Linked DNA regions of Sus scrofa: all the other regions are linked to region 2. The links are chromatin contacts, called in public HiChIP or PLAC-seq maps. All regions are on one chromosome and are shown on one strand. The core of a region is the stretch at or near the end of the contact, and the rest is flanking DNA. Distances in the headings are between cores, read along the strand shown. Region 1 has its middle 240 kb from the start of KLF6. Region 2 has its middle 260 kb from the start of AKR1E2. Region 3 has its middle 82 kb from the start of KLF6.

What was found. HiChIP or PLAC-seq counts read pairs in DNA pulled down with a chosen protein or histone mark.
Region 1: an H3K27ac HiChIP or PLAC-seq map of skeletal muscle shows a contact between it and region 2, with 4 times the contacts expected there. The contact joins two enhancer-like sites. A contact is called at or near these places in 2 of 47 Hi-C or Micro-C datasets (embryonic fibroblasts and fetal heart ventricle) and 1 of 2 datasets of contacts at active chromatin or transcription factors (skeletal muscle).
Region 3: an H3K27ac HiChIP or PLAC-seq map of skeletal muscle shows a contact between it and region 2, with 2.6 times the contacts expected there. The contact joins two enhancer-like sites. A contact is called at or near these places in 2 of 47 Hi-C or Micro-C datasets (fibroblasts and retroperitoneal adipose tissue) and 2 of 2 datasets of contacts at active chromatin or transcription factors (alveolar macrophages and skeletal muscle).

What each region holds. Positions count from the first base shown.
Region 1 is chr10:66,241,410-66,245,494 of Sscrofa11.1, reverse strand. No RefSeq gene overlaps it. Among named protein-coding and RNA genes, the nearest start is that of KLF6, 240 kb to the left of the region's middle. Within about 2 kb of position 1,949, at least 10 of the 83 cell types and tissues checked have an H3K27ac peak or open chromatin away from gene starts, as enhancers often do. A contact at or near this core is called in skeletal muscle, where this site is marked.
Region 2 is chr10:65,955,674-65,959,958 of Sscrofa11.1, reverse strand. No RefSeq gene overlaps it. Among named protein-coding and RNA genes, the nearest start is that of AKR1E2, 260 kb to the right of the region's middle. Within about 2 kb of position 2,443, at least 32 of the 83 cell types and tissues checked have an H3K27ac peak or open chromatin away from gene starts, as enhancers often do. A contact at or near this core is called in retroperitoneal adipose tissue and skeletal muscle, where this site is marked.
Region 3 is chr10:66,404,337-66,408,380 of Sscrofa11.1, reverse strand. No RefSeq gene overlaps it. Among named protein-coding and RNA genes, the nearest start is that of KLF6, 82 kb to the left of the region's middle. Within about 2 kb of position 1,945, at least 28 of the 83 cell types and tissues checked have an H3K27ac peak or open chromatin away from gene starts, as enhancers often do. A contact at or near this core is called in retroperitoneal adipose tissue and skeletal muscle, where this site is marked.

The DNA of each region.
Region 1 (4,085 bases), core at 700-3,199, 290 kb before region 2:
CCCTTGAGACGTTGTTCCTTCACCTGGGAAAGGCTAGGGCTTTGAATGTGTGACTGGGACGTGATGCAGGACGCAGTATCCACGGCTTACGACTGCGTGCGAGACGTCGTGGGTAGCTTCTGCGCGGTGGCAGCTTCACGCATCGAGGGCACAGCTGGGAACCTGTGGTCCACAACTGTTCTCACCATTTCCTGGGTCCCCGGGGTGGAGAAACACCTGCCAGCGGGACCCCAAAGGAGGCTGGCCCTAAGAGACGTGGTCTCCTTTTTCTTTAAAATTCCATATTCTGGGAGTTCCTGTTGTGGCGCAGTGGTTAACGAATCCGACTAGGAACCATGAGGTTGCGGGTTCAGTCCCTGCCCTTGCTCAGTGGGTTAAGGATCCGGCGTTGCCGCGAGCTGTGGTGTAGGTTGCAGACGCGGCTCGGATCCCACGTTGCTGTGGCTCTGGTGTAGGCCGGTGGCTGCAGCTCTGATTCAACCCCTAGCCTGGGAACCTCCATATGCCGCGGGAGCGGCCCAAGAAATAGCAAAAAGACAAAAATAAATAAATAAATAAATAAATAAAATTCCATATTGTGGCAGAGTTACCCTGCTCTGTCTGCGGGCAGAGGAGACGTCGTGCCAGAAGAACAAGTGCAGATTTTCATGTACTTCTTCAATGTACAGTATCTATGGTGAGAGAGACAAGAGCACCCCGTTGGCGTATGGCCCCGAGAAGCATCGCGTGGCGCGAGCTCTGGTTAGCACAGCTAGGAAAACACGTGCAGGACCTGAGTCTCCTCTGGCAGGAAATCTCTTTTCTCTTTGGAGACTTGAAAGAATATCGTTCATGATGGATCTTTGTTCACTTTTATCAATTATTCAGTTGTTAACAAGAGTTAACGTGACTGGCTAAGGCAGGCAATTTCAAGCGCATCGGGGGTGACATAACTTACTCATTAAGAGCACTGGCTTTGAAAATTTCGACACCATTTCTCTCTCTCACTGATGAGGCATGCGTCCTGGAAGACGTCCTTGAAACGCTCTGGCATTCATTTTCCTCATCTGAAAAATGGGACAATAACTGCCCCTGCCTTAGAAGATTGTCGTGAAGAGGGCCCAGAGAAGGGGTTTGCTGAACCAATTGTTTACTGGTCTCCCACATGCTTAGAACAGGATGCAGGTGTGTTTCTTTTCAAACGTAATCAAGAGCTGTTTCCCTTCCTTTCTCTCTTTTTCCAGAACATAAATCTGCTGGGAAGCATGTCTGTCATTGTTCCCAGTGAGAGGATGGGGGGCTGTGGCCAGGGAAGGAGCAGGCAGCTGGGGTGCCCACCTGATGCTGCCATCCCCTGATTCACACATCCTGGTGCATCCTGGGTCCCCGCTGTGAGGCTTATCACTCACCCTAGAATCTGTTATCGCCTTTGACTCAACGAGAGGCTTGGCTAAGCTGGGATTTTGGCATAAAACTGTTCCTAACTTCCATCAGATTTAGGTTATGGGTGAACACATTGAAAGGAGAGCTGATTTTGTCCTCTCGCTCCTGGCTGCATCAACACGTAAGTATTCTGTTTCCACATTGTTACAATGACAAGATTTTTTAAAATTCACCCACAGAGGGAACATAATTTTCGCTGGAGTGATTTTCATATTCATAGATACTGGATAGGGTCTTTACATTAGTGTTGATATGCTCGGGACACACTGATGAGCATAGCTGTGGAAAAGCAGAAATTTTAAAGACATTGACCAAAAAATCGTGTATTTCTTGGACAGAGTGCACAGTGAATCATCCTCACATATCATTCCTTTCCTCTAAGCTAAAATCATGTGGTTAGGATTTTCCAGCGGATTCAATTATAACCTAGTTTTGGACAATAAAATGCAACAAGATGCCAGGCAAGGCAGGAGATGTAAGATGCTGACGTGCACCCTCTCTGCATTTCCCTGGTTGTCTGGGGCGTCGTCTACCTCTCCGCGCTGTCTCGGTCGGTTTGGGCTGGTTCAACAGATCACCGCAGATGGGGGCTCAAACGATAGGAGCTTATTTCCCACAGCGCAGAGGCTGGACGCCTGCAGACCCAGTGTCTGAGGGGAACCTGCACCTCCTTGTGTCTGCAGGCGGCCGGGGGAGGAGCGAGGTCTCCCTGGTCTGGTGTCTCTTCTGCGAGGGCGTGGGTCCCACTGTGAGGGCCCCACCCTCTCCACCCCATCACCTCCCAGGCCCCCGCTTCCCACCACTACACTGGGTGCCAAGAAGTCAACATCTGGATTTGGGGGGACACAGACATTCAGTCCACAGCAGCTCCTGACACTTTTCATGCACATTTTCAGAAATGTATCATGCGTACCTTTGTCTCTGAGTACAAACTCAGCATCATTCATTCATATAATATACTATTTTATGTACTAATTATTCCATGTGTGGCTACCGATCTGGAGCGACTCCCTCCAAACTTATCATCAGACGCGTCTGGACAAAATTCCACTACCCCAGTGTGCTTGTCTCATGGCAATGAGTCTAAAGGCTTCTGAAATTTTAACTCCAAAATTGGAAATTTTTAAACATAATTTACTTCGTATGAAGAGTTTCTCATTTATATCTAACTATATTGAACAAAGATATATTCCGTACAAGTACTCTTCCTGTTGGGCTTTTTTCTTTGTCAAGGGGCTTGCCCTAGGCATGTGGAACTTCCCGGGCCAGGGACTGAACCCCAGCCACAGCAGTGACAATGCTGGGCTGCAGCCTTAACTGCTAGGTCACCAGGGAATTCTTCTGGCTGACCTTTTTAACTTCAAGACTCAACATATAAAATCAATATAATTTTTAAAAATATGCTAATAATTTTCTCTAAATGGGGTTTGAACAGATTTTAAGCTTTTTTTTTTTTTGGTCTCTTTAGGGCTGCACCCATGGCATATGGAGGTTCCCAGGCTAGGGGTCTAATCAGAGCTACAGCTGCCAGCCTACACCACAGCCACAGCAACACCAGATCTGAGCCATGTTTGCCACCTACACCACAGCTCACGGCAACACCAGATCCTTAACCCACTGAGCGAGTTGAGGGATCGAACCCGCAACTTCATGCTTCCCAGTCGGATTCATTTCCGCTGCACCACAATGGGAACTCCAGATTTTAAGCTTTTTGATGACCTGATTATTATTTAAAAGCCAGGATTAGATGTTGTTGTTGTCATCTGCACAACATGTTTGCAATTATTTTTTTTCTCTATTTGACTTTGATTGGTTAAAATCCATCACCTTTCCTTCCAAGGGCCCTCCTAATGTGATTACTTAATTCTCAAATGACTTTTCTAGTTTGCTGCTTCGAATCTGTGTTAAGTAAAATCTAGATAACAGACGACAGTATCTACTTTATATTGTCTTGAAAATTATATATAAAATTTGCACATAATGCCATGAGAAGATTCTGTTTAATTACTTCTTGGTCTCCAACAATGTTAGTTGCTACCAATTAAAGGCATTAATTACCTTTTAAAGCCAATAGGTTGACTCTTCTTTTGTATCTGTTGTGTTATAATCACAAAGGCAAGAGGAAAACCTATTGCTAAGTGAAAAAGTAACATATTTCTAGTGGAAATGGAGTGCTGAAGGTGGGCGGTAGATCTCTGCGTGATTTTCTCTGGAATTTTTTCAGAAGTAGAGAAAGGAGAAATCACTGACTAAAAAGTAGGAATTAATTTTCCTTAGTTTATTCGCTAAAAGCACAGTGAAGTCAAAAGAATCTGAATAAAGTCTGTGTTTTCATGATAAAGGGAAATCAAAGGGATTACTTTATTTAAATCAGTTGTTTTGCTAATGAGGCAGGCAGAAGTAATAATTAGAGACAATAAACTAATTAAAAAATAACAACATTTAGAAGGCACAGGAAAGCAAATATTTAAAATAATTCCAGTGACCAAAGTGATAAAGACGAAACAATTATTCTCATTTACTGTTGGTGTCATTGTAAACTGGCATAACTCTTTTGGAAAAGCAGTTGAGTCATAAAAACAAATATCTTCTCTGACTCAGTAATCCCATTTCTGGGAATCGATCCAAAGAAAATAACTGAAATGAAGGCAAAAGCTACATGA
Region 2 (4,285 bases), core at 1,194-3,693:
GTCCTTCCCGTGTACAGCTCGTGTGATTTCTCTTCCAGGATAAAGGTATCTTTTCATATTAAGTCCAAAGTGAAGATAAAATAGTAGCTTGTTACCATATCCATATCCAAAGATAAAACTTTCTGAAGCTCAGAGGACTCTCGTTAACCTTTCATTTCTGTGATTATATTAGTGTGGGCTCTATATTCCATTTTCATATGGCCCTAATTTTATTTCAGATATATTCTAATAACCTCAGATGGGGATAATTTTATTTCTTTCTTTTTTTTTTTTTTTTTTTGCTTTGCTATTGTACATCATGATTAGCTAGGGGATTTTTATTTATTTTTATTTTTTTTAATTTTTCTTTTTTTGTCTTTTTGTTTTTTAGGACCACACCAGCAGTATAAGGAGGTCCCCAAGCTAGGGGTCGAATCAGAGATACAGCCGCCAGCCTGCACCAGAGCCACAGCAACGTGGGATTCGAGCCACATCTGTGACCTACACCACAGCTCATGGCAATACCAGAGCCTTAACCCACTGAGCTAGGCCAGGGATCGAACCCGTGTCTTCATGGATGCTAGTCAGGTTCGTTAACCACTGAGCCCCAAGGGGAACTCCAGATGGGGATAATTTTAAAACAAGGTTGTCAATAGTCAAATTAGTCAAGGCCATGAGTGCATTTCAAGACAATTCCAGATAGCTGAGTAGGTTCCAGATCAGCAGGAAAACGAAATAAAAAGAAGTATATGGAAAAAGACGGATTGGGGAGTGAGCTGGGACAAGCCCCAGAGGTCGCTGGCTGTGCACTGCGCTTTCTGTGGTCAGAGGCAGGAGGAGCTGGAGGATGGCCCAGCTGACCTCCGACCCGTGGGCGGTGAGAGCGCCTTGCAGCCTTTTAACCGGCTCAGGACCCAGCCCAGGCTCCTAAAAGAATCCACCTGGAGAACGTGGGCAGGTTGTACGGCGTCTCTGCCTCTAACGTGGCAACAGTAAGAGTGCTGACCTCCCAGTGTTGTTTTGTGAATGTCAAGTCATGCTCAAAAGTCACAGTGTGGGATGCATGATGCGTGTGAAATAAACATTAACTCTTGCAAAGTCTTCTGAAGGTCCCCTTCTCCTGTTCCAGGCTGGCTTGCTCCGAGCTGCTCAGAGACAGGCCAGAAGCAATGCACCATCAGGCAAAGCCTCCTGGTCAAAACAGGACCGGCTTTCCTATAAAGCGGCTTTACATTGTCAAAGCAGCCCTGAAAACACCAAGACTCAGCTTCCACCGAATGCATTCAGAGAGTTCTCCGTGTATCCCCCAAGACTGCTGACTTAGTCACCAGCCAAGAAAGGTGAAGGGCTAAGTGCAAGGGCCATTCTTCCTTCTCCAAGCGAAAGCCAAGCTCCGACAGCTAGAGAGAGGCCTCACAGCTTTCGAAAATAATGAAGATCAGAAGCCTCCAGTTTCTTTGTCTTTCTAATGACTCTGCTTTAAAAATAAATCTGTTCCTTGTCTCTCTGACTTTCCATAGGCTTTCTGAGCTTACTTGAAACAAACAGATTTTGACTCTGTTGGGAAATGATCGTTCTCTACACCCGGACACAACAGGCAATCCCTAGAGATGGCAGATCTGCTGTCACTTTGTCCGGTCATCTGAAAATAGGCTTTCTCGGGGAGGAGGCCTGACATGGAAGCCGAGGGCAAAGGATGTGCTCCGGAGAGAGTGTGAACTGGCTTTTGTTCCCTCCTTGGTGACACCCGACCCTGGCCTTGGAAGGTGGACCTTCCAGGGCTGTGCGGTAAAGCCATCTTCTGCAGGCGTCTGTGACTCCTGCCCATCTTGAATTCCTCCATCTGAATGAAAGAAATGACTGCCCCACGTCTCTCAGGGGTGAGGGGCATGTCATCTTTTGATGCCCATATTTCAGTTCACGGAAGCCCTGCCACCTGCAGGGAGAAAACAGCCCACGAAACCCTCACTGGAGCCTCAGCGCCGCCATGCCCTGTCTCCCTGGTAAAATAAGCAAATCCTTATCAGTCAGCATCTGTTTCCCGTGCCCCCACCCCAGCGTCTGTTTACCAGATTTTTTTCATTGAGAGACTTCCCCGCGGCGTATAATTCACTTCGTTTTTGCTCATTCATAAGATTTTTTTTTTTTTTTTTTTTTTTATCTCCCAGCTGCAACTATTTTGGGCACATTTCTGAGGACTTATTGAATGTGACTCATCGGAGTGAAGTGGGACTACCGAACAAAGCGGAGGCCGTCTGAGCGCTTTTGAAATACAGTAAATTTACACAATACGTATTTGTTGGTGTAAAGTACATGATTCGAGCGCTTGTCCATAGAGTCTTCTCCCCGTCTATTCAAAAATGAAGTGGATTGCTTTTTTAATATGCAAATTCTGGAAAAGGCTACTTAGCCTTCTCTCTTTCCTCCAGAAGTTGCCAGGGGGAGGAAAACAACGGAGACAAAGTAAACTCATCGCTTTCATTCGACACAAAATCAAATCGCTATTGCCAGGCGTTCCCATGGCAACTGCCTTCCTAAGCAAACTTCTCTGCAAAATATACAGCTGTTATTTTATCTCGTTGCTAAGTTCCCTCGACAAAACCACACCATAATAACCGCTCACATATATGTGGTTAAAGGGGATAAAACTCCCACGGGCCTCACAGAGCTTATCTTTTAAATGATAACTTAGGAATTTGACCCTCCATCCTCAGCACCATATGGGGTTTTCCTTTTTCTTTTTTTTTTTTTTGAGTCCTTTGCCTTGAAACTCTGCCATATTAGGAAAAATCCAGGCGAGTCTTTCATCTATATCATTGTTAGTTGTGTGAATAGAATTTTTTCCTTTGGTTTGTTTTTTTTATTGTCGAACAGTGAAAGATTAGGTTCCATTTTCCCATTTTCATTAAATGAGATGATAAAATGATGTATTCTAATATTTCATATCTGCAGAGTTAATAGTTTCTCTATTACTGTTTGTTCTCTTTTTTAAAGCGTAACCATGACTGGACTAGTCTTTGGGTACCAATTATTCTGCCTCTCTCTGGAGAGGAACCAGTGAGAAAATTGAAGTCATTTTATCAAACTGCCAAGAGAGGAGAGAGAGTACCCATTACATGGCTATCCATAACATATTTTAGCACCAGAGCAAAGCTGTAAATAAGCCAGAAGAAAATAGGCCCAAGCCCTAGAGGAAAGTCAGATTCCCATGAAATATTCAGTGAGGCTCTCTCTCACCAGTGCGGGCCCCAGGAGGGCCAGGGAGGAATATTATGGATCTCGTGTCTCAGGGGAGGAGCAGGTCGATGAAAGGGACATGCCCACACCGTGAAGCTTGGGGCAGTGTCACAGCTAGGCTGCTGCCTCTCTCCATTGCTTTCTTTTAAAGTAATGTGTTTTCTTCACCTTAATTCCGCTGCATTTGGCAAGAAAACTGGTTTGTTGATGACCCTTAAGACTATGCCATAAGAGTTCCCACTGCGGCTCAGCACGTTAAGAGCCCGACTAGTATCCATGAGGCTGTGGCTTCGATCCCTGGGTTAAGGATCCAGCATTGCCATGAGCTGTGGTGTAGGTGGCAGACGAGGCTCGGATCCCGAGTCGCTATGGCTGTGGTGTAGGCCGGCGGCTGTAGCTCTGATTTGACTCCTAGCTTGAGAACTTCCATGTGCTGCAGGTGCGGCCCTGTAAAGCAAAACTAAAATAAAATCAGATTATGCCATAGCTTTCAGAAAGATTCATTTTTGGCAGTGTCGGCGTGTGATATTTTATTTGCAAATGAGAGCCAAAAATAGCTTATCCCCACAGTTTTTTTCACAGCGGTAAAACACAAGGAAAATCCTGGTTGTAATTCCTTATCCAGGTCAAGGGGTGTGCCTGGAAATCACCGCTTCCACCTGGCATTTTCCCTCCAGAGTCTACCTCTGGATTTGCGAGGCGCCCCTGTGCCTCGACTCAAAGGGACCCTATGACTCCATCCTCCTGGAAATCACACACACACACGTTAGCTTTGTCATTGTCCCCTGTGCATGAAAGTGACATCATAGTTTACACGGAGGACACACCTACCTTCAAATTTACATGTGCTTCAGTGTTTTTTTCAGTGTCTTATTTATATACTATACAATATATACAATATGTGTTATATATTTGCATAATGTGTAGTGTAGTATATTATACATATATTAGTATGTACCATGTATATCAGAACAACACACCGTGAATACTGTAATCTTCCCTCAGGCACATCCGTGACTTTGGAGCCTTGACAGGAGGAGATAAGGATCCAGATCCTATCTGGAAGTGA
Region 3 (4,044 bases), core at 696-3,195, 450 kb before region 2:
ATGAAGTCACTCTTAAACTCCGGTGCATGACCAGTGATAACGTCGCTTCCAAGGCTGCTTGGAGCAGAGACCGGGATGACACGGGCCTAGGAACTGAGCCGTGACAGTGACCAAGGCAAACGGAGCTTTAGGGAGAAGACACAGCCTCCTCGAAGACAACAGTCTTGCAAGCTTGAAGGAGAGGCTGGAGAAGCCCCAGCGGGAAGAGAGCAGGTGGAAGGCACGGGGAAGGGGGGAAAGGCGGCAAAGACACCGTCCTCCCCGCTGGACATTTAGGCTACAGACCGAGGAGCTAGGCTAACGAGGTGTAAGTACAGCCCCGCAAAGTTGCAGTGGAGAGTTAATGAGTCAAAAGAAAAGTCGCAAGGAAACCCCAGCCCCTGGTGGTTGGTCTTCACCGCTCACAACGTGTCACATGTGGCCTTAGGCTTTCACGGGAAGTACCTAGAGTCCCCTCGACCGAGAAGCACGATGTTGAGAGTTTCGCGTGGAGGACCAAAAAGCCTTAAAGAGAAGGACTTCGGACCGTCTGGCTCAACGACAAGTGAACACGGTCGGATTTACCAGGTTATCTTGAGTAAAGGCTCTTTGCAGTCGAGTTACCTGAATTAGACAAGTCTTTTCGCTTTTTAAGCTTTAGTAAACACTTCCTCCCACACAGACTCAGAGCCACACTGGCCTCTGATTCTCTGAAAGGGAAACGCCCTGCTCTGAGGTTGGGTCCTGCTGCCCTGATCAGCTTTACGTCTCACTTGCTGGAAGGTCTCTGCGTGGGGCCAGCCGGGCCGATGATGGGGAGTCGGGATAACTCGCCCCCACAGGGGTGGAACGCAGCTCAGAGTCCATCCTTACTCCCGGACTCTTGCCATCTTCACCTCCTGCGTCCACCCTGTACCCACACGGCTGGAAAACAAGGTCTACACGGCTTGTCACTTGCTTTCTGCCCCTTCCCTAGAGCCCACCTGCCCACCCTGCCTGTGTCAGGGCAAGCACCCGCTAGCGTCACGTGTCCCCACAGGACAAATCCTTCTGGGTGCCCCGTTTGGGCCGGTCACCCTCCTCAGCAAGAGCAGAGACTGACATTAGGCTTCCTTTCTGGCATTAAGTTTTCTTTGTAAGCTGGAAGTGCGAGCACTGCTTTACTGGTGCCCAGAGAGAAGGGCGAGTCGGAGAACCTGGTGCTTCTGGGTTTACCTGGGAGCCCACCCCCGCCCAGGGAGTCCATCCTAGAGGTGGAGGCTCCACTGTTTTCAGTCTTTTAAACATCAACTCTTTTTTTTTTTTTTTTTTTTTAAATTGTCTTGGTGTGTACTTAACCACTTAACCTATAGAGGGGTGTTAGTTTCAGGTGTGCAGCGAAGTACATCAGGTTTCCATATACAAATATTCACCCTTTTCAGATTCTTTTCCCGTTGGGTTATCGCACGGCTCTGAGGAGGCTGCTCTACAGCCCGTCCCTGTCACTCATCTATTTACACACAGTAACGTGTGTCTGTCGTCCCAACCTCCTAACGGATCCCTCGCTGACACTTCCCCTTCGGGAACCTTAAGTTTGTTTTTGAAATCTTTGAGTCTCAAATATCAAGTCTCAGGAAATGTCTTCTGAGGCTTTTTTTTTTTTTTCCTGAAATGCTTGCTGATTTTTCTCTCTTTCATATCTCCCCATAACTCAGTACTGGTATTTTTCGAAATTGATAGTTTCTCTCCCTTTGAAGAAATTTCAATGAGCTGAGATTCCTTTTTCTTATTGATCAGGAAGATGCTGCCTCAAGCTGCTTTCCTCTGGAGACGGAGGGGTCACTTTTGTGACGGTTTTGAAAGCAGGAAAATTCCGGAGACCTGGCAAAAAGATCCGACCTCAAGGTCTGCCCGCTTAGAGGGCGTTCTTTAGCGATGAGGTAATGTTTGGTGAGCTTCTAGGTGGGACTGAACTTGGTGACCCGACCTCGCTTGCTGGGGGGTGTTTCACCAGAGTCCACGTCAGCCACGAGGACCCCTGACGACAAGGACGGAGATACTGGTCTGACCTGAAAGGAGGCGTTTTCTAACTGTCCCCAGGCCTTCTCTCCACACTCAAGCTGCAGAGGCTTTTCCCTCGCCCTCCCTCTGGCTTTTCCTATTACGAATCGAAGGCAGGAAGGGAAAGATGGCTCAGGTCCTTTCTTTCAAACCCCTACTTTCAGATTGGCAGCCAGCAGCAGAGATAAATGAGTCACTTATTACCGACGTCACAGGGAACTCCAGGCCACAGATACTGTGCAGGGTTTGAAACAGGAGACAGAGAGCATGTGATTAAAGCTGCTCGCTCCATTTAATGACAAGACCCACAACAGACAAGGAATCAGGAGGCACGACAGACGCTCCTCCTTGAGCCACAGAACGAGGGGATAAGGGGACTGGGCTTCAGGAGTTAATGGGCAATGATCCACGGGGTGGGGCGGGGGGGGGTCTCCCTCTGCTTGTCAGTACATTCCATGAAGCCTTACTGCACCCTGGGGGCAGAGCCACCCAGACCGTGAAACACCTTCTGTTGCAGGCTGAGTGGCCTCATTTCCAGACCCTTACCACACATGCTCAAAGCGGTTTGCTGGGTTGCCCACTTTATTTAAGCCATCATCTCACATTTCTAGACATTCCCGGAGACGCCTGTGAATTCAAGGTAGGCGAGGAACGTGGTAAATTAGAACAAGTCCACCTTTCCCTCGAAGGAGAATTTCCTGGCAAAATTGAGCCTTGGGGTCAGTTATAGTCAGGGCATTCCCAAGGCTGGATGACCTCCCAGCCTAAGTCTGCCCCCGGACACAAACCGGTCTCCCCAGACTCCCCTGCCCTGCTCCTTTTTGCTCCTGAGGCTGCTAATCATTTATTAGTCAAATATGCTTGGTAAGGAGTTCCTGCTGTGGCGCAGCAGATGAAGAATCTGACTGCAGCAGTGCAGGTCACTGCTGAGGTATGGGTTTGATCCTTGGCCCTGTGCAGTGAGTTTAAGGATCCAGCGTTTCTGCAGCTTTGGCTTAGGTTGTGGCTGTGGCTCAGATTCAATCCCTGGCCTTCCCTATGCTGTGGGCGTGGCTGAGAAAAAAATGCGTGAAGAATAACCATTGGCTATAGTCACCAAGGAGGTCAAATCACCATCCTTGACCTCAGGACCAGTCGTCGAGGACCTGATAAAGTTATCGGCTACTTCTACCCAGTCAGAGGGCTTGAGGGTGGGTGCCAGGGGGCTCCCTGCGGGCAAGGTCACAACCCACCAGCTTTGCAGCCTCTGTGCTTAGTCTCGCACCTGGCACATTGACCTCTGTGGATACACGTGACTTCAGTAAGGAGCGAATTGGAGCAACACGATAGGGAGCTATTTTCTGGGGCGCTTATCTCCGGGCATGGTGACCCTGACAGGCGACCAAAGGTACGGAGATCTGCTTAATGCACACTCTGACGGTGACAGCCGAACGGCATGGCAGGCAGCAATTTTTTACCAAGGGACAAGGGGGTGGGGTCTAGGAAAAGGGGGGTGGAAAAAAAAATTATAGAGATGGAATTGTTCCTTAAAATTATATCTTCACGTTTATTTTTGCAGGTGTCATTGTACATGTGGAACCTGAAATACTGAGTTTCTTTGTACATCAGAACTAAATATCCCGTTTTACTGCTGCATCCACTGCTGATGTCTTTGAAGCCTTGCAAGAAGAAAATCACTACCTTACGAGCAGTCTTAACTGAATCAGCTATTTTGCACCAATCAAAAATGTATCTATTTTTATCAGGATACAAAAAAAAAAAAAACCCAATACGTCTATAAGTAATACAAAGTTGAGGATACAGGTGCTAATTGATTGACATCCCCTAAGAGCACCGCCTCCCACCTCCGCACACCCTGGTCTGACGTCCAATTTTAAATTAAGACTGGTAGATAAATTCTATTTTCTGTAATTTCATTCAGCTCTAGGCCCGAGTTGTTTGGGAGCTACTGGCCTGAGGCACTAAGATTCTCATCAAAGGGACAGACTAACGAGGGTTTCTTTCCAAGATCAAAGCATGTCTTTG